Linked DNA regions of Mus musculus: regions 1, 2, 3, 4, 6 and 7 are each linked to region 5. Evidence: chromatin contacts called from public HiChIP or PLAC-seq and promoter capture Hi-C data. All regions are on one chromosome and are shown on one strand. Each heading gives the region's core, a stretch centred on a gene start, on an enhancer-like site or on the middle of the called end of the contact. The rest is flanking DNA. Distances are from core to core; before and after follow the strand shown. Region 1 holds the start of Mov10 (Mov10 RISC complex RNA helicase). Region 2 holds the start of Csde1 (cold shock domain containing E1, RNA binding). Region 3 holds the start of Tafa3 (TAFA chemokine like family member 3). Region 4 holds the start of Slc16a1 (solute carrier family 16 (monocarboxylic acid transporters), member 1). Region 5 holds the start of Ptpn22 (protein tyrosine phosphatase, non-receptor type 22 (lymphoid)). Region 6 holds the start of Dennd2c (DENN/MADD domain containing 2C). Region 7 has its middle 5.2 kb from the start of Gm34548.

The links. Promoter capture Hi-C pulls out the DNA fragments that hold promoters and counts their contacts. HiChIP or PLAC-seq counts read pairs in DNA pulled down with a chosen protein or histone mark.
Region 1: an H3K4me3 HiChIP or PLAC-seq map of the 230-238 cell line shows a contact between it and region 5, with 4 times the contacts expected there. The contact joins the promoter of Mov10 here to the promoter of Ptpn22 in region 5. A contact is called at or near these places in 3 of 39 promoter capture datasets (the C10 cell line, liver and pre-B cells), 1 of 484 Hi-C or Micro-C datasets (B cells) and 2 of 115 datasets of contacts at active chromatin or transcription factors (the 230-238 cell line and memory CD8 T cells).
Region 2: a promoter capture Hi-C map of the HPC-7 cell line shows a contact between it and region 5, with 2.7 times the contacts expected there. The contact joins the promoter of Csde1 here to the promoter of Ptpn22 in region 5. A contact is called at or near these places in 4 of 39 promoter capture datasets (the C10 cell line, the HPC-7 cell line and cranial neural crest) and 1 of 115 datasets of contacts at active chromatin or transcription factors (memory CD8 T cells).
Region 3: a contact with region 5 is called in a promoter capture Hi-C map of pre-B cells, with 4 times the contacts expected there. The contact joins the promoter of Tafa3 here to the promoter of Ptpn22 in region 5. A contact is called at or near these places in 4 of 39 promoter capture datasets (hippocampal neurons, liver and pre-B cells) and 2 of 115 datasets of contacts at active chromatin or transcription factors (T-cell acute lymphoblastic leukemia and memory CD8 T cells).
Region 4: an H3K4me3 HiChIP or PLAC-seq map of pro-B cells shows a contact between it and region 5, with 5 times the contacts expected there. The contact joins the promoter of Slc16a1 here to the promoter of Ptpn22 in region 5. A contact is called at or near these places in 3 of 39 promoter capture datasets (the C10 cell line and embryonic stem cells), 2 of 484 Hi-C or Micro-C datasets (CD4 T cells and regulatory T cells), 3 of 115 datasets of contacts at active chromatin or transcription factors (large pre-B cells, memory CD8 T cells and pro-B cells) and 1 of 9 other capture datasets (pancreatic islet).
Region 6: a FOXA1 HiChIP or PLAC-seq map of pancreatic cancer cells shows a contact between it and region 5. The contact joins the promoter of Dennd2c here to the promoter of Ptpn22 in region 5. A contact is called at or near these places in 2 of 39 promoter capture datasets (both in liver) and 2 of 115 datasets of contacts at active chromatin or transcription factors (memory CD8 T cells and pancreatic cancer cells).
Region 7: a contact with region 5 is called in a promoter capture Hi-C map of hippocampal neurons, with 2.7 times the contacts expected there. The contact joins the enhancer-like site here to the promoter of Ptpn22 in region 5. A contact is called at or near these places in 4 of 39 promoter capture datasets (the C10 cell line, hippocampal neurons and stem cell-derived epiblast-like cells), 2 of 15 datasets of contacts at CTCF or cohesin (large pre-B cells and pro-B cells), 2 of 115 datasets of contacts at active chromatin or transcription factors (large pre-B cells and memory CD8 T cells) and 1 of 9 other capture datasets (adipose tissue).

What each region holds. Positions count from the first base shown.
Region 1 is chr3:104,817,047-104,819,768 of GRCm38.p6, reverse strand. It overlaps Mov10 (Mov10 RISC complex RNA helicase), which reads left to right and starts at 1,464. Exons shown (of 20, transcript NM_008619.2): 1 at 1,464-1,833. The coding sequence starts at 1,697.
Region 2 is chr3:103,019,292-103,022,045 of GRCm38.p6, reverse strand. Csde1 (cold shock domain containing E1, RNA binding) reads right to left here and starts at 1,500. Exons shown (of 19, transcript NM_001161854.2): 1 at 1,377-1,500.
Region 3 is chr3:104,776,224-104,778,923 of GRCm38.p6, reverse strand. Tafa3 (TAFA chemokine like family member 3) reads left to right here and starts at 1,377. Exons shown (of 7, transcript NM_183224.3): 1 at 1,377-1,747.
Region 4 is chr3:104,637,323-104,640,026 of GRCm38.p6, reverse strand. It overlaps Slc16a1 (solute carrier family 16 (monocarboxylic acid transporters), member 1), which reads right to left and starts at 1,363. Exons shown (of 5, transcript NM_009196.4): 1 at 1,199-1,363.
Region 5 is chr3:103,858,989-103,861,688 of GRCm38.p6, reverse strand. It overlaps Ptpn22 (protein tyrosine phosphatase, non-receptor type 22 (lymphoid)), which reads right to left and starts at 1,412. Exons shown (of 21, transcript NM_008979.2): 1 at 1,199-1,412. The coding sequence starts at 1,285.
Region 6 is chr3:103,101,348-103,104,047 of GRCm38.p6, reverse strand. Dennd2c (DENN/MADD domain containing 2C) reads right to left here and starts at 1,389. Exons shown (of 19, transcript NM_001384113.1): 1 at 1,310-1,389.
Region 7 is chr3:104,674,047-104,676,746 of GRCm38.p6, reverse strand. No RefSeq gene overlaps it. Among named protein-coding and RNA genes, the nearest start is that of Gm34548, 5.2 kb to the left of the region's middle. Within about 2 kb of position 1,401, at least 184 of the 459 cell types and tissues checked have an H3K27ac peak or open chromatin away from gene starts, as enhancers often do. A contact at or near this core is called in adipose tissue, hippocampal neurons, memory CD8 T cells and 1 more, where this site is marked.

The DNA of each region.
Region 1 (2,722 bases), core at 215-2,714, 960 kb before region 5:
ATGTGTCTGGTTATTTTGAGTAAATTATGTCATTGGATTCTGGTTATCAAGTGTAGCCTTGGGTGCATTGGGATTCCTAACTAAGCTATTTCTGTATGTCTAAAAGGCACTTTTATTGTGCTCATCATAGGTGTATTTGTAGGATTTTGAAATGATAAAGAATAGCAATTTTGTTTTTGAGACTGTCCTGCTGTGTAACCCAAAGTGGCTCAGACTCTTAGTAGACCTTCCTCAGACTCTCAAGAAGTGGGATTACAGGCTTGGACCACTGTGCCCCAAAACAACAGTACTTTTTAGAAGTCTATTATCTTCTCTGAGCCTGCATCATATAAAGTGGATGGGAAGGTCTGGAGGTGTTAAGCATCTGGCTACTCCTAGTTTTTCCCTCGAGTTTACATCAATTTCTAGGACGTAAGATTTCCCTGTTCCTGTAGTCTCCATTCCTGACTGCATAGCATACTCTTGGCTTAGGAGTAGTTAACCAAGGGGGAACTTGACCCTGTTCAGGGCATTCCCTACCCTGGGTTAGACTGTTGCTGCCTATAAGGAACCTTGGAGAACAGTAACTTTGATACATGTGGAATTCTGGTAGATTAAGCCTTTCTCACTTTCTCATTGTAGTGTGTATGGGGTTTGTTTGTTTTGGGTTTTGTTTTTGTTTTTTAGTTTCATTCCAGGGGATAAATAGGTGCAGAAGGCTTGTTTTACATTTGTTGTTATAGTAGCCCCACCCCTTAGTTTGCCTAAGCATATTGGTCTACTTCTTTTCCTGGTACTAATGTTGTCAGTGTTAACCATTTATTGCCTAGCACGCCTGGCTCTCTAGGTGCTAATGTTTTTTTGACTGGCTGGGCAATCATGATTTACTGCCAATAAGTAGTGAAGAGTAACACAAACCGAGTGCCCAAATGCATAGCTCAAGAGCAAGAATCTCCAACCTTGAAGTATTATGAAGCCTGTGTGACCCAGAAAAGCAAGGACTGGGTCTTGGCAGAAGCTCTTGTCCCTCTCTCCCACACGCACACCCCTTTATCTATAGAGACACTTGCTCTCCCTCCATCCATTCCCCACACACACACACACACACACACAACTTTGACTTCTGCCTTCCTCTGTATCAGAAAGCCAGAGGAGGGAGGGAATGGGGGAGGGGGCGTGCCGCTCGCTTCCGTACTGGTTTATGTCCCTGGCAGTCTGGGGGAGGTGCTGGACGAGCGGCCCCAGTCCAGCTGCAGCCGACCCATGTCCGGGGCTCTGCCCTTTGCTCTGCAGCTTTTCTATGTCCCGAGGCTCTGGAGAGTGGGCGTGGGAGTAGCCCTAGCTGAGGCTCCAAGGTCCTCCGGGCTGTTTAGGGGGCCCCAGGCGATATCCACGTTCGGATCCTGGCTCGCTGCCAGGGGAGGGAGCTCGGGGTAAGGGGAGGGCCCTGAGGGAGGGGTCAGACTCCTTAGGAAAGAGTTAATGTGAAGGGGGGGAGGGGATAGGACGAAGAGACCGAAAGGAAGGCTCAGGTAGGAGAAGGACGGAGGAGGGGAGGCAGTCGGGGAGAAGGTGGCTGGCCGGAGCAGACGTCAGAGGTAGGGGGCTTTTCCCCTTTGCACCCTCACCCCAGACCAGCCAACTCTAAACCGCGGCGGCGACTTTCAGTTTCATTTCCGCGGACCCTCCTGCCTGGGCCGCAGCCGCCGCCGCCGCGATGCCTAGCAAGTTCAGCTGCCGAAAGCTCCGGGAGACCGGCCAGAGGTTCGAGAGTTTTCTGGCCGAACGTGGACTGGACCTGGAGACAGATCGTGAGCGGCTGCGGACGATTTACAACCACGACTTCAAGCCCAGGTACGGGCCGGCCCACCACGGGCCCCAAGACGCGGGGCCAGCGCCCCGGGTGGTGGGGCCACCTTCCCGCCGCGGGTGCACAGGGATGCAGCCCGGGGCCGATCAGGCCGGTCCGGTCCTGGCAGACCTACTCCGTCGTCTGCCCACGCCCAGCCAGCGCCACCCGTAGCCCGCCCGCTCTGCACAGCCCAGCCCGGCGGGGAGGGGTCGGTGCCCACGCGCGGCTCGCGGTGGTCGGGGCTCGATGGTGGGGGAGGGGAGTCCCACAGGGAAGGCGCTGCAGGCGCGGGCCAAGCGGGGATCCCCGCCCCCTTGTTAAGGGAGGACTGCCTGCAGGGTCCACGCTGCGGGAGAGCTGAAGAGGCCCAGGGTAGGCGGGAGAATCTCGGGGAGCTTTAGGGAGAAAAGAACACAAACTGCGTAGGCAATCAAACCTCCCTTAGCACCTGTGGCTTCTCCATGGAGACTCGGGGCCAGGGACAGCCTCCTAGAGGCCCCTTTTCCCTATGGCTGAAGATATTTGGTTTCCTTTTCCTGTTACCACCCAAGTAAAAAAATCAAAGAGACTTCTGTCAAACCATAGACGAACACCTCTAGCAACAGGCTGCTGCTATGGATGGAAGCCGGAGAAGCAATTTAGCTGGGATGAGTGTAAAGAGGTGCACTAGTAAGCAGGGGAATGGGATTGGGCCTTAACAGATTTTGAGAGATTTGCCTTGCAACTGACCAAAATGCTAGTATGGGTGAGATATGGCTGCTGTTACGTGATTTGGGGCGAGTTTTAGACGGAATTAATAATGATAGTGTAGCTTGAGGCTAGGGGAGAAGGTAGGAGTCCGCGTTAACCAGAATATTACTGTTATTCATGAACATGTCTTAAAAGGAACAT
Region 2 (2,754 bases), core at 251-2,750, 840 kb after region 5:
AAGTAGGTTAGAGCAAGCAAGCAGTCTAGACAGCCAGCCATTTCAAGGCTAACCTAGGTTGCACAGTTTAAGGCTATAACCAATAAACAAAAGAAAAACAAACTTGGCAGTTTTGTGAACTAGAAGTTCACATCAGCCTAACATAATGTCCAAACTCAACTACAATCTTTAAACATCCTTAGTTCCTTTCTGCCCGTCCTCCTCAACTGCTTAAACAGCACTATCTTTTTGCTCATTTTAGTTGCAGAACAAGGAAACTAAGTGGTTTAATAATGTTCAGAATGTTTTCTGCAGTGGAAAGTGTTAAGGAGTACTCCCTGCTCACCTGTGAGTCAGGTTGGAGACCAGCCACAAAGGTGTTTCTAAGGTTAACTCTTTAAAGCAAAAGAACCGGGGCACTAAGATTGGGTATGGTTGAAACGTTCGACGGTCAAATCTTCCAATTTAATTTGCTCTCCGACTGGGGCTCTCACACTAGATAGATACATGACAAAGCCAAGCCATTCATTGCACAATGTAGGCCAGCGCTTGCACCACGGAGGGAGGGCATCACGGAACTCTCCTAACGCATGCCATTTACCCCAGACAGAAAGGTGGGAGACACGTGCCTAGAACGGGGCCCGACTCCTTTTTCAAATGCCAAAGGACAGTTAGGTGTGGAGACCCAGCCACAAGAGAATGTGAGTAAAGGTGTCAATTCCGCCGCGCTAGGGTCAGATGTGGCTGAGGGAACAGAGGTGTCCCGCAGCACTTTCCCTAGATGGAACAGGGTCTCAACCCACACACAAAGAAGGCGCCACTGCCGCACTGCGCTCTGGTAGTCGTAGTAGTATCCCCAAAGCCAGTGACGGCCAAGACAGACAAGGTCCCGAAAAAAAGAACAGGCCCTTCTCCCCGGCCTCTTCCAGCTGCACACAAAGGACCGCGCCACCACCCCCTCACCCCTCCCGCCGGGACTTGTAGTTCCCTTTCCCCCGCCAAGCCGCAGAGGGGGAAGAGGACGGACTACAGCTCCCGGCAGCCTTCGCGCCCGAGCCCCGCACCCTCTGCCTCCATCTTGGCTGCGGTCGGAGTTTCCATTTTCGCTCCCTCCCCCCACTTCAGTCACCGACACCGACACCGACACCGCCGCTACCCGCACCCCCTGGCCTCACCTCCTCACTAAGGCTTCGCGGCCGGCCCTGAGGCCGAGACGGTTGAAGCCAGGGTGAAAAAGGGACGCCTGGAGTAGGAACTCACACTGAACTCTCCTCCATCCGGAATTCTAGGAGTGCCCACTCTGACACTCAGAGGTCCCTCCCGTTAACCTGAGTCTCCTCAGCTGTCTTTAACCTGGCTCGTTGCTACCCCCACTTTAACACTGAGGTCGTACTCACCCCAACAGCTCAGCGCCCCCTCTCCAGCGCCGCCATAAGCAGCACGGCCCGGTACGTAGGAATAAATCTCGCTTCTCTCGCGAGAGTTGCAGGCTCCGAGCGCGTGCACGGGAAGGTGGGGGGAGCGTGCTCTTAGTACGCTTGCGCGCGAGGGCTGAGTGACGCCAGCCGCTGACCTGCGTTTAGCCACACGCAAGCCGGTGACTCTTCTTCTCTACGTTCGCCCCTGGGTAGTGCCAGAAGCAATCTCTGCGTTTAGTGACTCTGCTGCGACGCTGGGGGCGGGGCGAAGGGTGAATTTAGGCGTTCACCCGGTGTTCGCGAGCCCGAAAGCTTTCAGCGACGAGGCTTGAGTAGGAAGGCCTTATGAAGTAGGAACAGTTCTGAGGGCAGATCCGGGAGTGTCGTGAATAAAAAGATTTCACTTTCCTCAGCCATAATCCAGGAGTCCAAATCGCAGTTTCTCTTTAGTCACGGGACAGGCTTTCTCCTGTCTCCTACATTAGAAGGGATTTCATTGCTTTAGAGAAAAGTTTTTAACAAAGTAATTTGTAAAGCTTTTGTCTTCCAGAAACTACATTGCTTGCGACAGACAAAAATAAGCGAGGCTGTATTATCAATAAAATCTAAAATTCCCCAAACCACTTTAACTGTCCGTTTCAGTTACCAGAAGATTTTTGTAGTGTGTCAGTCTGAATAAGTATTTAAAAGGCTGAAAGCAGGCTAAAAGCATAATTCACCTGACTGGAGTAGAGGAGTGGAATGGTTAGATCTAACCATTGCAAAGTTATTTAGGCTGCCCTGTCAATAATCTAGAAAACAATTACTTTACTTTTACTATCTTGTTGGTTTTTTATTTTTGTTTGTTTTTTGAGACAGGGTCTCACATGTAGCACATGCTGCCCTGGAACTCTGGGAAATCTGCCTGCTTCAGCCTAGTGGGATTAAAAGTGTGGACAACCATGCCCAACTTCAGTGGTCCTCTTAACCATTTTGGGTAAAGGGTAGCTCCCTGAGGACACTCCCATCTATTTCCTGCTTCTGTGGGAGAGGAGAACATTCTCATCCTGGTGTACTTTCCTTGCGGGGGAGAGACAGGGACTCACCCAGAACTTGCTGTGTAGATCTAGCTGGCCTAGAACTCATGAGATACCCCCCCCCCTTCTCCTGGCCTGGCATTAAAGGGGCGTGCCACCACAACCTGCCAAGTGTACTTCTTACCCATACTTTCAGTTGGTTATTCAGAGAAACTGCAGACCTCTGTAGACATAGGTAGGGCTTTCAGGGGAACAAATTACATGTAATAAAATAAAATAAGCAACAAATATGAATATTGTCCCCCCACTCTGTGTGTGTGTGTGTGTGTGTGTGTGTGTGT
Region 3 (2,700 bases), core at 128-2,627, 920 kb before region 5:
TCAGCACCCTGGAAAGAGAGATCCAGAGAGAGGGAGCGCCCCGTCCCGGGCTGTATGCTCAGGATCCAGAAGCAGGGTCCTTCTTTGTTTCCCCCACACTATTACGTTCCCAAACCTTCCTTACTCTAACAGGTACATACACCTCTGCTGGGAAGAGGCAGAGTCACAGCACACTTCTACCCTCAAGTGTTTAATGAGCCCAAAACATGAACCTGTCGTATTTTTGTTGTTGGGACTATTGACTGTCTTTCTGATGAAGATACTAGAAACCTCAGATTTGGTTTCCAAGGTGAGAGTCACACCCATTATCCACAGGGCCATTCATGCCTGGTGAAACCTTGCAGCCTGGTTCTCCACCCCGGTACTACCCTTGGTCCTCCCACGCAGGAGGGCAGCACTTCTGTGCTGGAAGTATATTTTTTTAAATATTTATTTATTTATTTTATGTATATGTGTACACTGCAGCTGTACAGATGGTTGTGAGCCATCGTGTGGTTGCTGAGCCATCTCTCCAGCCCGTTGAAAGTATTTACTATCCTTCCCGGGTGGCAGCCGGGAACCCCTGTGGTAAAACAAACAAACAAACAAACAAAACAAAACAAAGAAAAAAAAACCAAAAACTATGCAACTTGAGAATCTTCTAATACAGTGGTCTGCTTTTAGTGCCTGGGAAGCACCTTAAATAACACTTGATTGTACTAACAAAGAACTGGATTTTATACACACACACACACACACACACACACACACACCACCTCCTTTTCTCTTTCTTTCCTTTGAAGATGTGGTCTGGCTAAGTAGCCATTAGCAGGTCTGGAACCTTGTGTAAACCATACAGACCAAACTTCCTCAAACTTTCAGGCAATCTTACCTTCCCATCTCCCTACCCCTGCTGTGCTTTTCTTTCTTTGTTTGGGTTTAGAAGGTTGTTCGGTTTGGTTTGAGTTTTATTGTTGTTTGTATGTATGTATGCTTGTTTGTTTGTTTTTTTTGTTTGTTTTAGATAGGGTCTCACACTTAACCCCTGCCTTGTCTCCGAAATTCTGGATTACAGGTGTGAAACCCTGTCCGAGGTCTGAAGAACTGAATTGTAAGATTTAATGAGCTCGGATTTAAGTAACAGCCTACTGCTGGTCTAAATGAATACTACTCCCAGATGCAACGCCTATCCCCATCCCAAAATACCACCTACCTCCTTGAACTACTAGACTAGGGGCCACATTCCTGAAAGTTTTAGTGACCTGCTATAATTGATGTGTTTTGCTCAAGGAACTGTCCCTGAAAAGAGAGTCGGTGGGCTTCTATTCCTGACTTGCTGTGCGCCACAAGAGGCCGCTGCGGGCCAGCTGTGCCCAGGTTCCCCGCAGAGCACCCCCACACAGTTTCGAAGAAGCCGGCGGTGCCCGCAAAGGCTGGAGTAGCGAGAACGACTCCCAGTCTAGCGGCTGCGCGCTCCTCAACCTGCAGACCGAAAGCTCGGGAGGACCCGGCCTAGCCCCGCAGAACTGGTGGGTGCTGGACCAGAGCATCTAGGTGCTCTAAGCCGGAGACTCCAGCTTAGCCAGAGCCCCTGCTCTCCTCGGGCGCAACAACTTTGACGATCTATCGCGGACAGAGCTCAAAACCAGACAACACCTAAGCTGGCCACTCCCTCGAAGAGCCCGATTTGGAGAGTCTAGATGCCAAGCTCAGAAGCAGCGAGGACCTCAGGCCAGAAAGTTGAACCCGGGCCACTGCTGTGAAGCAGGTGGGTACCAGGAGTAAGAATAAATGCTAGAGGGAACAGAAGTAAGCAAAAGCAAGATTTAAGGTTCTTGTTGACCTCTTGTTGCTATGGAGGCTGCTCTCCCAGCCCCATCTTAGCCTGAATTAAGGATTGGGGAAACAGCTCAAGGAAACTGAGGCAGACTATGGATGCTGACGAACAAATCCCAGAAACTCCCTTCTCCTGTACCTTTCCAGGAGGGAATGAATAGAACGCCAGAGAGCCCAAGTCTCCCATCTTCTCCAGGTTCTCTGAGCACTGGAATACCTAGGAGAAATGTGTGTGTTGGATCAGACACGGTTAGAACTCAACCAGAAATAGGATGTCCCCAAGAAAAGAACGAATGGCATTTGCAATGGTCAAAATGAGGGTTCCTGGCATAGCCTGAGAAAGAAGACTTATGAGAAAGGAGGTTCATCTAGAAGTGTGGGGACACACCCATGCCCAGGGGACTGGCCCCACACACCTTCCACCCCCACCTGCATTCCCCTCGATAGGCCCTCCCTCAGATCACCAGCAATGTGCTTCAGTTTGACTTCTCACTGGGGACTGAATGAGGAAAGGCCTTTGGCAGAGAGTGGAGAAGCTCTTGTGGGCTGTGCACGGAAGCAGAGACCTGTTGCCGTGCAAGGCTAGCCCTCTGAGGTGGGGCTGAGACACAGCAGCAGAATTCAGCCAGTTTCAGAAGAGTCCAGGAAGCAAGGCTCAGGATGGGTTGGTTAGAGGTGGAGGGAGACACAGAACTGGGAGACCTGGGGCTTCTTCCCCAGCGGTCTCTTCTGGGACAAAGCTGGCAGACTCCACCCCCTTTTCTGACCTTAGCTCTATCCCAAGACCAGAAAGATGACAGCACCGATTCTTAGACCCTCCCACCCCTGCTTCACTCCTAGGAAAAAGAAAGCCTATTCACTCGTCTCAGGGTCACTGCCCCCACT
Region 4 (2,704 bases), core at 114-2,613, 780 kb before region 5:
ATGAATGATGAATAAATAAATTCAAGAGTCTCTTATTCAGCTGAGAAAAACAAGCAAAACACGAGAACAAAAACCCACCCTGCTTGATTTAATTCCCATCCACCCTTTCCCAAACTCTCGTACAATTACTAATCTCACACATCAGCATATACTCATTTAAAACCAAAGTAATTTTTTTTCAATGCCGACGATCAAACTTTGGAGCCTCAGGCATGGTAGGCCAGGCAGGTAGGTACTCATGCCACTGAGCAACACACCCCGAGCCTAAGCGGAATGACGCCTTAAGATTTCAAAATTAGTTATGGGTAAAAAAAAACAAAAGTAGTTTGTCACTGTGTAACTACTAGCAGTAGCCCGCCAGTTTATAATGAGCCACTGGAAAACGGGAAAAGACTGAAGTAGTAACACGTGCGTTTCCTGGTTGAGTGATCAGACGCTAGTTTTCGTAACTGCTGGTTGCACCAAAAACGCCATCATAAAGAAAAGCTAAAATGTACTCGGCAAAGGGATGTACTTGGCCCAGAAAGTGTGCTCTGACCAAATATAAGGACGTTTAAATCTGCTCCACAGGGATGCCTTGGGACCCCGTGCCCGCGGCAGACGCGCCGAAGCCACAGGTTGGACCATAAAGAGCCCCTTCCTCAAAGTTCACTCGAACCCCGTAGTCTTGTACCGGCGGTCCGCAATGCAGCTCCTCACATTCCTCACACCACTCTAGCAAGTCACCTGGTGGGACACCGATTGGCAGACCGGGGAGGCTGGGCGGGTATGCCACGAGTCCTAAGTAACTCCCGCCCCAGCAGAAGGCGGCAGGAGTGCACCACGTGAAGCGGCCTCAGGTCGTCCCTCTTCCCGACCTAAGCATCTCTCCAGGCGCCTAGAGTAGGCAGCGCTGGAAGCGTCTCCCCCAAGGTCACCGGGCACCATGACCCGACTCCCGCAGCCCGGCGGCCGCCACCTGACCACGGGCCCGCAGCTCGGCCGGGAGAGACGCTGTGCCCAGCGCCTCAAGGTCCCCTTCACCCACGCCACGTTCCGGGCCACGCGGCTCCGCGCGCCCAGGATGCCGCGTCGCTCGCCCCGACCCTTGCCCCAGGGAGGAAAGTCCCCGCGTGCCCGCGGGGCTCCGCGACCCCACCGGGGCACCAAGGGCACCGCGGATTCCGTGCCGCGCGCTGCCCGCTCAGCCCGGACTAACCGTTATGTGTGTCTCGCGGCGCCCGGAGTATGCGTGACGCGGCGGCGCGGGCCGCAGTTCCTCGGAGCCGGGGGGGTCCCGCTCGTGTCCCCTGCCCGCCGCCGGGCTCCTTGGCTGCTGCACCTACACGACCGACCAGTCACGTCGCAGCTCGCCACTTTGTCTGGCGGGGCAGGCGCGGCTGCCTTATAACCCGCGGGGGCCGGAGCATGCGCACAGGGGGTGGAGTCGGCCTTCCCGGCCGCCGCCCCCTCCCTGCCATACATACTCCCAGCTCGGCATCTCGCGCCTCCACACGCTGCGGGCTGCGCGTGCCCGCTCGCTCGCTCGGGCGCGCGCGCCGGCGCCCCCCTTCCCGCCACGTGACCCGGCGCCGCGGCCCGGAGACCCCGCACATCCTTATCAGCGCTCTGAGGGGGTAGCTTCTTTTGGCGCGTGCCGGGGACGCCATCGTGGGCCTCACCCCTCAGGCTCTGGAGGAGAAAAGGGGAAAAAAAAACTGCCCTGAGGGCGGACCCTGAGGTGCAGAGGGCGAAGGCGATGGACCGTCGGAGTCCGGGGACTGAACAGCATTTTGAATGGACGGACACTGGTAGACTCCGATGTGGGCCTGGAACCCGGGCTCGGGGACCCTGGGAAGTTGCTGGAACCCTCCGGGCCTGTTTCCTTGCGCTACATCAGCCACTATGGAGGCGTTAGGAAGTTTAATGTGCGATTTTACGCAAGTATCTCGTCACAGAGCCTGACCTGTGGCATTTGATGAACGCTTAGTTTAAGGACAAGCCGGTCAGGAGAAACTGGCCCCGGGGCAGAGAGTGTGTACGTTGGAAACGCTGATATGAGCATGCTCTTAGGCCAGAAGTTTATGAACACTGGATTTGGGGGACGGGTCGGGATTATGGCTAGTGGGATTAGGACAGTTGCATGCTAAGTAAGCACTGTACCAGAATTATCTTGTATGATCTTCACAACCGTATTAGGTGCCAAGAAGATCTTGTAACTAAGGAACCCCGGGCTTCACGAGGTTAACTGGCAGAAGTCACCAGGCTAGGAAGTCGCCAACATTTAAAGTCAAAGCCACAGAGCCTGGTGTCACAAGAGCCATTTTCGGTTCTTCACCAAGCCCAGATTCCAAAGTGTCTTGAAGTGGTAAACTAGTGAGTACTCTTGATGGCCAGGACCCTTGATATTTTTATTATTACGAGATGGGTATTTGGTTGGTTGTTTTTGATTTCTTGTTTTTTTTTTTTTTTTTTTTTTTTTTTTTTGAGATAGCCTCGTGTGTGTGTATAGCTCCACCTGGCCTGGAACTCATCATGTAGATCAGGCTGGCTTCGAACTAAGAGAGCAAACATGAAAAAAAAAAAAAAATCAACCCGCCTCTGTCTCCCTACCGCTAAGATTATTTGTTTAATTTTGTGTTTTGAGACATGGCCTTATTATGTATTCTCTTGGCTGGCCTGAAACTTGTAACGTTGATTAGACTGGCCTCAAACTCAAGAGATC
Region 5 (2,700 bases), core at 163-2,662:
CCTCAGCCTTCCAAGTAACTGGGTCTCTGGGTGCCTCCAAAACACCTTGTTCTCATTTAATTATTATAATTAATGATATAATCATCACAATAATCCAAAATGAGATAGATAGGACATAAATTATTATCCTCATTTTTTTAACCTAGAAAACAAAGAGTTAGGGTGATTTGGGAACACGTTAAATATTTGATAATTTGAATGATGACCATGTCGATGTTCTTTATTTTTCTCAATTCAAAGCTGAAGGGCTAAGGCTTAACATTCTTACAGTTCTGAAATACCAATTAGAAGCTTTTAGAACACAGCAGGTTGGTGTGGTCGTACATGCCTTTGATCCCAGTGAGGCAGAGGCAGGAGGATCTTTTAAGTTCAAGGCCAAACCTGATCTACATAGTGAGCTCTAGGCCAGACAGAGCTACATACTGATACAAACAAACAAACAAACAAACAAACACTAAGCAAAAACCAAAAGCATGACAGGTGTGTCAAATACCATGTTATCTGATGTGCCTGACAGGGATGGAAAATGGGCCGCCCAGCTTTTGTTACACTGTTAACTATGGCTCCCTCTAAGTGGATTTGAGTTCTGGATAATCAAGTCCACCTGCTCCCAGGCTACCTTGCTCTCCATGTCTCTCACGTGTCTCTACTCCCCACTCTCCCTAGCCCACTTCTCCAGACAATATAAGTTAAAGAAGCCCAGCTATTGTTAAAAAGGAAAATGCCTATTCTAATAATCAACTTGTTTTCAAAGGGATAGGAGAAAAAGTGGCAAAATGAGAGTTTTTGGTGTTTTTCAAACCCCTGTTATCCCAATGATAGCCTATAGGGAAGCTAAAAATAACACGTAACATGAAAAGCTACTCTTATTAGTAATCTGAAGCATATGTCACAATGCAAATGCTTTCTGCAGATGTTCAGAAAGCATTAATATCCATACACCTGTCTATACCTTCTGTAGGACCATTAAGCTCAAAAGAACAAGCAAACCCAACATTAAAACCAGCCTACCTGGAGAAAACCCTGAGCACAGACACAACAAAGCCCAGAGAGGTTATGTTCTTAGGTCGCCTTCCTCCCTTCCACTCCAAACTCCATGGTCGTGTTATCCCTACAGCAATTGCGTCTAGGCAAACTGGGCCACCACAGACTGCTACACAGTTTATCTAAGAACTCTTCAGAGCATTCCAGAACTCACCAGAAATTCACTGGCAAACTCCTCACTGTTGAGTTTCTTTTTCTGGGCTTCTTTCAGTAGTTGCTGCAGAATTTCTCTTTGGTCCATGCCGCAGAGCAAGAGTCTGTGAGTAGGTTAAGGGAGGGCATGTCAAATATGTGTCATGGCCAAGGCAGCACCAAGAAGCCACTGCTGCTGCAGGAGCACAGCGTGCTGGAGGCTGTGGTTTACTGACTTCATCACAAGCCCTAGAGGAAATTAGTACAAAACTAGCTTCTGTGGTCACACAACAAAGCCATCATCTCCCTGCAGGGCCCTAGCGCCTTCCTTTCTCAACAAAGAAACTTGGCTACTGTTCAAATGTAACAAACAAGAGGCTAACCAGAACACAAACTGTGGTCTGCTTAGCTCAGAGACTGTTCCACGCTGTCAGTCTCAGACAGCACTCAGTTCTTCCATTCCCAGAAGAAAGGCAGAAAGTACAGCACTAACCTGTGAGTTCAGCTTTTCACATCCCAGTGAGCAGAAAGGCCTGGGTGACGCCCACCTATGCCCTGCTGCAGGAGAGGAGACAAACACTGGAGTTACCTATCTCCGACCCGGACCATTATCCCCAAAGTCTCCTATAGATATGATCATGGCAGACCTCTGCTCATCAAGCGGGCATTTTGTTTCAGAATTTGTCAAGCTTCCATTATAAACCTCACGTTTTTCTTTTAGAGGAAGCAAAGTCCACTGCTTCTGATGGTCCATCTCACCCGTGACTGGGGAAGTACTGGCCCTCATTAAGGGAAGTGTTGGTCTCTGTACTTCTTCAGACCTCCAGTAGCTTTGCAAACACTGAGAGTACAGCTCTACACAGGATGGGAAGCACCGGGGAGGCAGTTAGCACAATATCCCCAGAACGCACTGCTAGCAAACAGCGAAAGGACAAAACGGAACTAAAGCTAAAATATTGCTTGCTGAGAACCATACAGATTCTATCTAGGTCAGCCTGTCTGGAGAGAATTGAGGAGAGGTGGTGCAGTCCCAGCTCCTCAGGACTGTCCCCAGCTGCAAGATCACTTGAGTCTCAGAGTTTGAGACACCTGAGAAACAAAGTGAGCGCTCTCTCTCTCTCTCTCTCTCTCTCTCTCAGAAGGGGAGGGAGGAAGAATGAAAGAGGCTGAAGAATTCATGAAGACATGTTGACATTTTGATCCTACAGAGCCTATCTCAGAAAAGATCGCGTTTCAGGGAGCCGTCCACATCTGTGGTATCAGTGCCTTAACAAGGCAGGTTATTCCAGAGAATGCTTCCACATCTCCGTTTGCATAAATCCTCTCTTCGATGGGCACAAATCCACTCAAGATCTAATTCAGTGTGAAAACCCTTGCAAATGAGGAAGTTCAGTAAACAGAATGTTACAAAATTAGTTTCAAGTTAAAAAAAAAAACTGGGAAAGGTGTAGTTTGGACTTCCTCTATTAAGATATTAGCAACCCTTTCTGGTTTTACACTATTCAAACTCCCTTCAGAAAATCA
Region 6 (2,700 bases), core at 140-2,639, 760 kb after region 5:
AACACTGATATTTCTGCATCTAAAAAAAGTCAATTGCCACATTTAACAGACTAACAAGAGGCCTTGAGACACAATTACTACAGTTGCTGGTTTCTGTCTTTGAAAATACTCCAGATCACTCTTACGTATCCCTAGTAGAAACCTCATGGTTACAGACTGCTATTCCTTTTTAAATTTCCCATCTCTCCCTAAAATACACACACACACACACACACACACACACACACACACACACACACAAGTAGAGAACACAAATGTCTATAATAAAAACTGTACAAATGCCACAGCCACACATTAACTTTGTTTTAGAGAACTCAGATCTTTTTATAAGCAGCCCCTGAATTTGCAAAATAAAAGTCTTGTTTTGAGGCAGTACTCTCAGCTCACTTTATGAAATACCTTCAGCTAATCTAAGGCAAAGTAACAGATTTTCTGATTGGTACAAGCTTCATGGTAAATGATTGCACTACGGTATACAGATAGCATGCTATTTTAGAAAATGTCATGACTCAGTTAAGAATAGCTCTGCTCTTCAAACAATGGTGATTATGTGGAAATGACGCTTAGATAACTTATTTACATAGTAAACAGAAGTTAGAACTTTCTCTAACAATACAGGCGAATCAGTAGTAGCTTTGGGATAAAGGTTTACCAGGGTGCCTACTGTACTAGGCACTTAGTAGTTTTACAAACTACACATGCTCCGGGGTGCATGTGTGTGTGTATCAAACAACAATGCCTGACATTTGTAGAACACTGTCATTCCTCTCAGAACATGAGAACCCATGAGCGTCCCAGTTTTGCACTCCGGGGACACACACCTCTTAGAGTTAACCCTGACGGAGGTGTGACGGTTTGTTTGCGGCTCTGAGCTCCAGAGCGAAGCCTTTTGACTCACAATCTAATCATCATCTTCTCTCCTGGTTACTCCACAGTCCTACTCCAGTCCCACTGTAGGAATTTTATCTTAAAAAACTACTTGACGACTTCCTCTATCGTGCCTGCCCCGTAGTTCCGAAGCAAAGCGCGCGAACACACGCTTTACCGCTTGTCTGAAGTGCTCCGTCCGGGCACGTCCAAGTTCAAGACCGCCTGATAGGCGCGTTTCCTCGCGGCGGCGAGCGCCTGGGCTCCCCGGCCCTGCACCCCCGACCGCGCCCGCGGCTCGCAGGCTGACACCCGCCTTCCCCTGGCCCGAGGTACCCAGCTCTCGGCTGACCACGAACACACGGGACGCCATGGGGCGACGCCAACAGCTGAGCGGCAGAGGCCCCATGGCCCCACTCCCTCGCTGCATCCCGTCGCCTACCTGCCTGGGCCGCGACGCCGCCTCGCGCAGGGATCCCAGACTCGCGTCGGTGGCCTCTGGGATCCAGCGCCCACATCTTCGTCCCGCCCCCACAGGTTCCGCAGTCCCCGCCCTCCAGGCTAAGACACGCCCTCTTTTGCCTGGGCACGCCCCCGAGCTCACCCAGTAAGGCTCTGTCCTTCCAGGGCTCTCCTCAAGGCTCGGAACCCACGCCAGGCGGTCTCTCCGCCCCCAGCGCTGGGGTACCAGTGTGCGCTGCACCGCGCTGGTTCCACGGTGCAGCCCCTGCCCAGGCCTGGAGCCAAAGCTCTATCTCCGGATCTACGGTCTGTGCGACTACACGAGACAGACCTTTACAGCAAGGCAGAGCCTAGTAGAACCAGAGGAGCCAAACAGCAACTTCTTTAAGAAAACCCCAAAGCAGCTCAGGGAGCAAACATTCATCGGGAATGCCAGCTAGTAAAGAGATGCCAATAACGCACCTGGCCCCGGGTTTGGAATCACAAGCCGGATGCCTTTGGTGCCTAGTCCGGGTGCCGACTGGGTTGCCACACCCACTTGAGACTCACGCTTAAATTCTCCCTACCACACGATCTTGCTCAGGTATGCACATGGCTCTGTGCCTGCTGCAAGAATAGCCCAGTTTCACTCTGCGAGACTGGGATGAGTGGAACCTATTTCCCAGCACGATCTAACTGCCCCACCTCACCGCGCCCCGCCCCACTCCACCCCACCCACTCCATCCGACCTTGTGTCTGGTAACCAAACTTCCCTGGCTTGTTCACACAGAGGTACCAAAATAGAAGACTGCCACAGAGAGGTGTTTAATTACACATCGCGGATGACTGTCACCAGCCAACTCAACCAAGACTTGGAAAAAAAAAAAAAAGTCCCAATCCCTTGTGAAGCTATGAGGTGGGGACATGAGGTGGGGACAGTAAAAGGATTACTTTCTACCTGAGGGAGAAGTATTGACAATTCCTTTAAAATACTCCAGTGAGGAAATAAATGTAAATATGGTTTGGAATACATTGCAAACTCCATTGATCCCTTACCTAATGTGTATGTCTTTAAATGTAGACATGTGTGTTCTTTATTATTTTTCAAACTTCTTATCCTCCTACCCCTGCTTCTGGGGTGCAAGCATAGTCCTGAGCCAACACAAGTGGCATTTAATCTAGTCTGTTTGGAAAGTATCACAGATAGTTGTACAAGGTGAAATTCGGGACTAAAACAGCGTTTTTAAGATTTACATTTTGAAGTTTGCATCCACGAAGATTCTTTAGCAGGATGAAGATTTGAATTCCAAGATGAACGTTAATTAACATGCATGTGTTCTACTGCCCTCTCATGGGTAGGATGGAGCTACACCTAATGGTGAGAGGTGTCCT
Region 7 (2,700 bases), core at 152-2,651, 820 kb before region 5:
GCAGATTTGCTTGAGGCAGCAGGGTGGGGGGTGGATGGGTGGGGGGTGGGTGGGGGTGCTGTGGGGGGGGGGGTGTTCAATGCCAACAGCAGAAGAGTGACTAAGACTCTGATATGAGTTCAGTTCCCAGCATCAAATAATCAATCAGCCAATCAAAAGGTGGCACTCTTTAAATCCCAGAACTCTGGAGGTAAAGGTAGGTAGATCTCTGTTAGTTCCAAGCTGGCCAGGGCTGCTGCATCGTGAGACCATCTCAAAAACAAAAACAAAAACAAAAAAACAACAAAAACTCACATAGAAGCCGGGCGTGGTGGCGCATGCCTTTAATCCCAGCACTCGGGAGGCAGAGGCAGGCGGATTTCTGAGTTCAAGGCCAGCCTGGTATACAAAGTGAGTTCCAGGACAGCCAGGGCTATACAGAGAAACCCTTTCTCAAAAAACAAAAAGACAAAACAAACAAACCAACAAACAAAAAACAAAAAAACCTCACAAAGATAGGTTAACTGGGCTTGTACAGGTTAGCCCAAAGGGGATTTCCTATTCATAACAGCTAAACTGGCTTACTTGGAATTACAGCTATTTCTCTTTTTGCCATCATCATCATCGTCACTATCATCAGTGAAGGTTGGTAAACAACCTGGTTTTGGCTCCACTAAGCATGATTGACTTATCTTTGCCTTAGCTATGTGCCCAGTACCAATAGCCTCCCATAAATCTTAACGCTTGAAAGTCAGCTCGCATTCCCTCCGGTGGATAAATTGTCAAAGCCCAGTTGATGATGGGTGACTCTGGTTTTCTTGCGAACTTACTCTGGTTTTGTAATTTTGTTTTTGTTTTCCTTTCTTTCACTTCCTAGACGAAGCCCTTTCAGAGTGGGCAGGGAGACAGACACATGAGGAAATTCACTTCAGCAGGGCATCTGCTAAGCGTGGCAGGATTCCTGCTCCAGACTCTCAAAGCCTCCTATTAATGGAAAGAGCAGGTTAACCTGGTCTGACCGACAGGAAGCCACCGTACAGGAATAGGTGGAGTTCTGACATCCGGTGGGGACAGCTGGGGGGAGCGGATGGGGGAGGGGACACCTAGGTGTGCCAGGGGAGCCGAGGTAAAGCTAAGGTCCAGGGGGCCAGCGTGCTGGGTGGCTATGGGCCACACGAGGGCGCCGCACACTGCCACGTAAGGGCCTGAACTGTCTCTACGGAGCTATGTCGGAGAAAAGGCTTTGATGGGAAAGAGGGTGGGCGGAGACCATCCTGGGTGTCCAGCGACGGGCCCCTCTCTTGTTCCTTGAAGGTCGGCGTGAGGTCTCCCTGGACTTGGAACAGCCGCTGTTCAGGTCCTGAGGAATTAACGCCTCTGTAGATCAGGTCCAGCTGTGTGTAGGAGGGAGGATGTTTGCGGTCACTGGGGTGTGTTGTGTTAGGAATGACCGCAGTACTGGGGTGTGAGGGTGGGTGCGTGGATTTCTCCAGAGGTGTAGGTGGGAGGGAGTAGACAGTTTCTACTCCCAGGGGGCTGGCGCTAGTGTCTTCTAGGAGCAGCACTTAAGGCAAGATGTAGACCCCATTAGAATCAGACGATCTTCCCATCAGAGGAAGTCCCCCATTTGGAAACAGTCAGGATGAATGGTTGCTTTAGCTTGGCCAAGCTGCTGGGGTAAACGCCTCAAGCAGAAGCTGCATCAAAGCCTGGAGCCTGTCCAGCCATGCAGCTCAAGCACCCGGTGTCACCGAGATTTGTCCAGGGGGCACAGTGGAGATCTTGTGACCCAGGAAATAGCACTGGTCTTAGTTTAGATCAGGACATTTCCCCCTGAAAGCTGCGTGGGACAGTGGCTTGGAGCCCAGATTGGGGGGGGGGGGGAGGGATGGGAGGGGCAGCTGGAGGCTTCTGCCCACTCTCACCTTTGTCACCCAATAGCTACTTCACATGAGTCAGCTCTGCAGGCTGTACCCTGGCCTGAAGGCTCAGCCTGGGATTTGAAGGCATTAGAGTTGGTAGAAATTAACCCCCAGGATGTGAGCTTCGGGCTCGTAGGCTGAGGCTCTAGCAAGGGAAGAGGACATCCTGAGGACTGGGTGTAAGCAAGCAGAAACACGGGGAGCCTAGGCAATGCCCAGGAGGACTGCAATGGGCCAGGGAACACCAGGAAGGGTCAGTGTGAACCCAGGACTCTTGAGAACTCCAGTCGCTTCCTCTCTGCGGATCCAGACACCTCTACCATCCAGCCCCGCCCAGGCAGCTGCAATTCCTCAGCCAAATGACCCGAGACAAGAGTAAGAGGAAAACAGCTTTCTGAGCCTGCCTCTAGGGGAAAGAAGGACTATAAGAAGCAGGGATCCAGGACACAAGGTCACCGGGAAGCAGTCATGAATGTCAGGCGTGAAGGGGTGGAGATTTCAGGTCAGGGAGCTAAGGGTACACAGCTCAGTGACAGCATTTGCTTAAGAGGCCCTGGCGACAGGGTTCAGGCCTCACTACTGGAAAAAAGATTTTTCTTAGCTTATGCACAAATGGTCACGTGACATTGATAAGCAAGAGTGACTTAACCCAACACAACTCCAGTTTCACCAGCTGCAAAACTACCCTGAGGTGTTTGCAAATTTAGGAGTAAGGTAGGTAAAGGCATGCCCGTCAGGGCATGGTGATGATGGCTCACACCAGTAATCCCAGCACTTGAGAGGGTAAGGTAGAACCAAT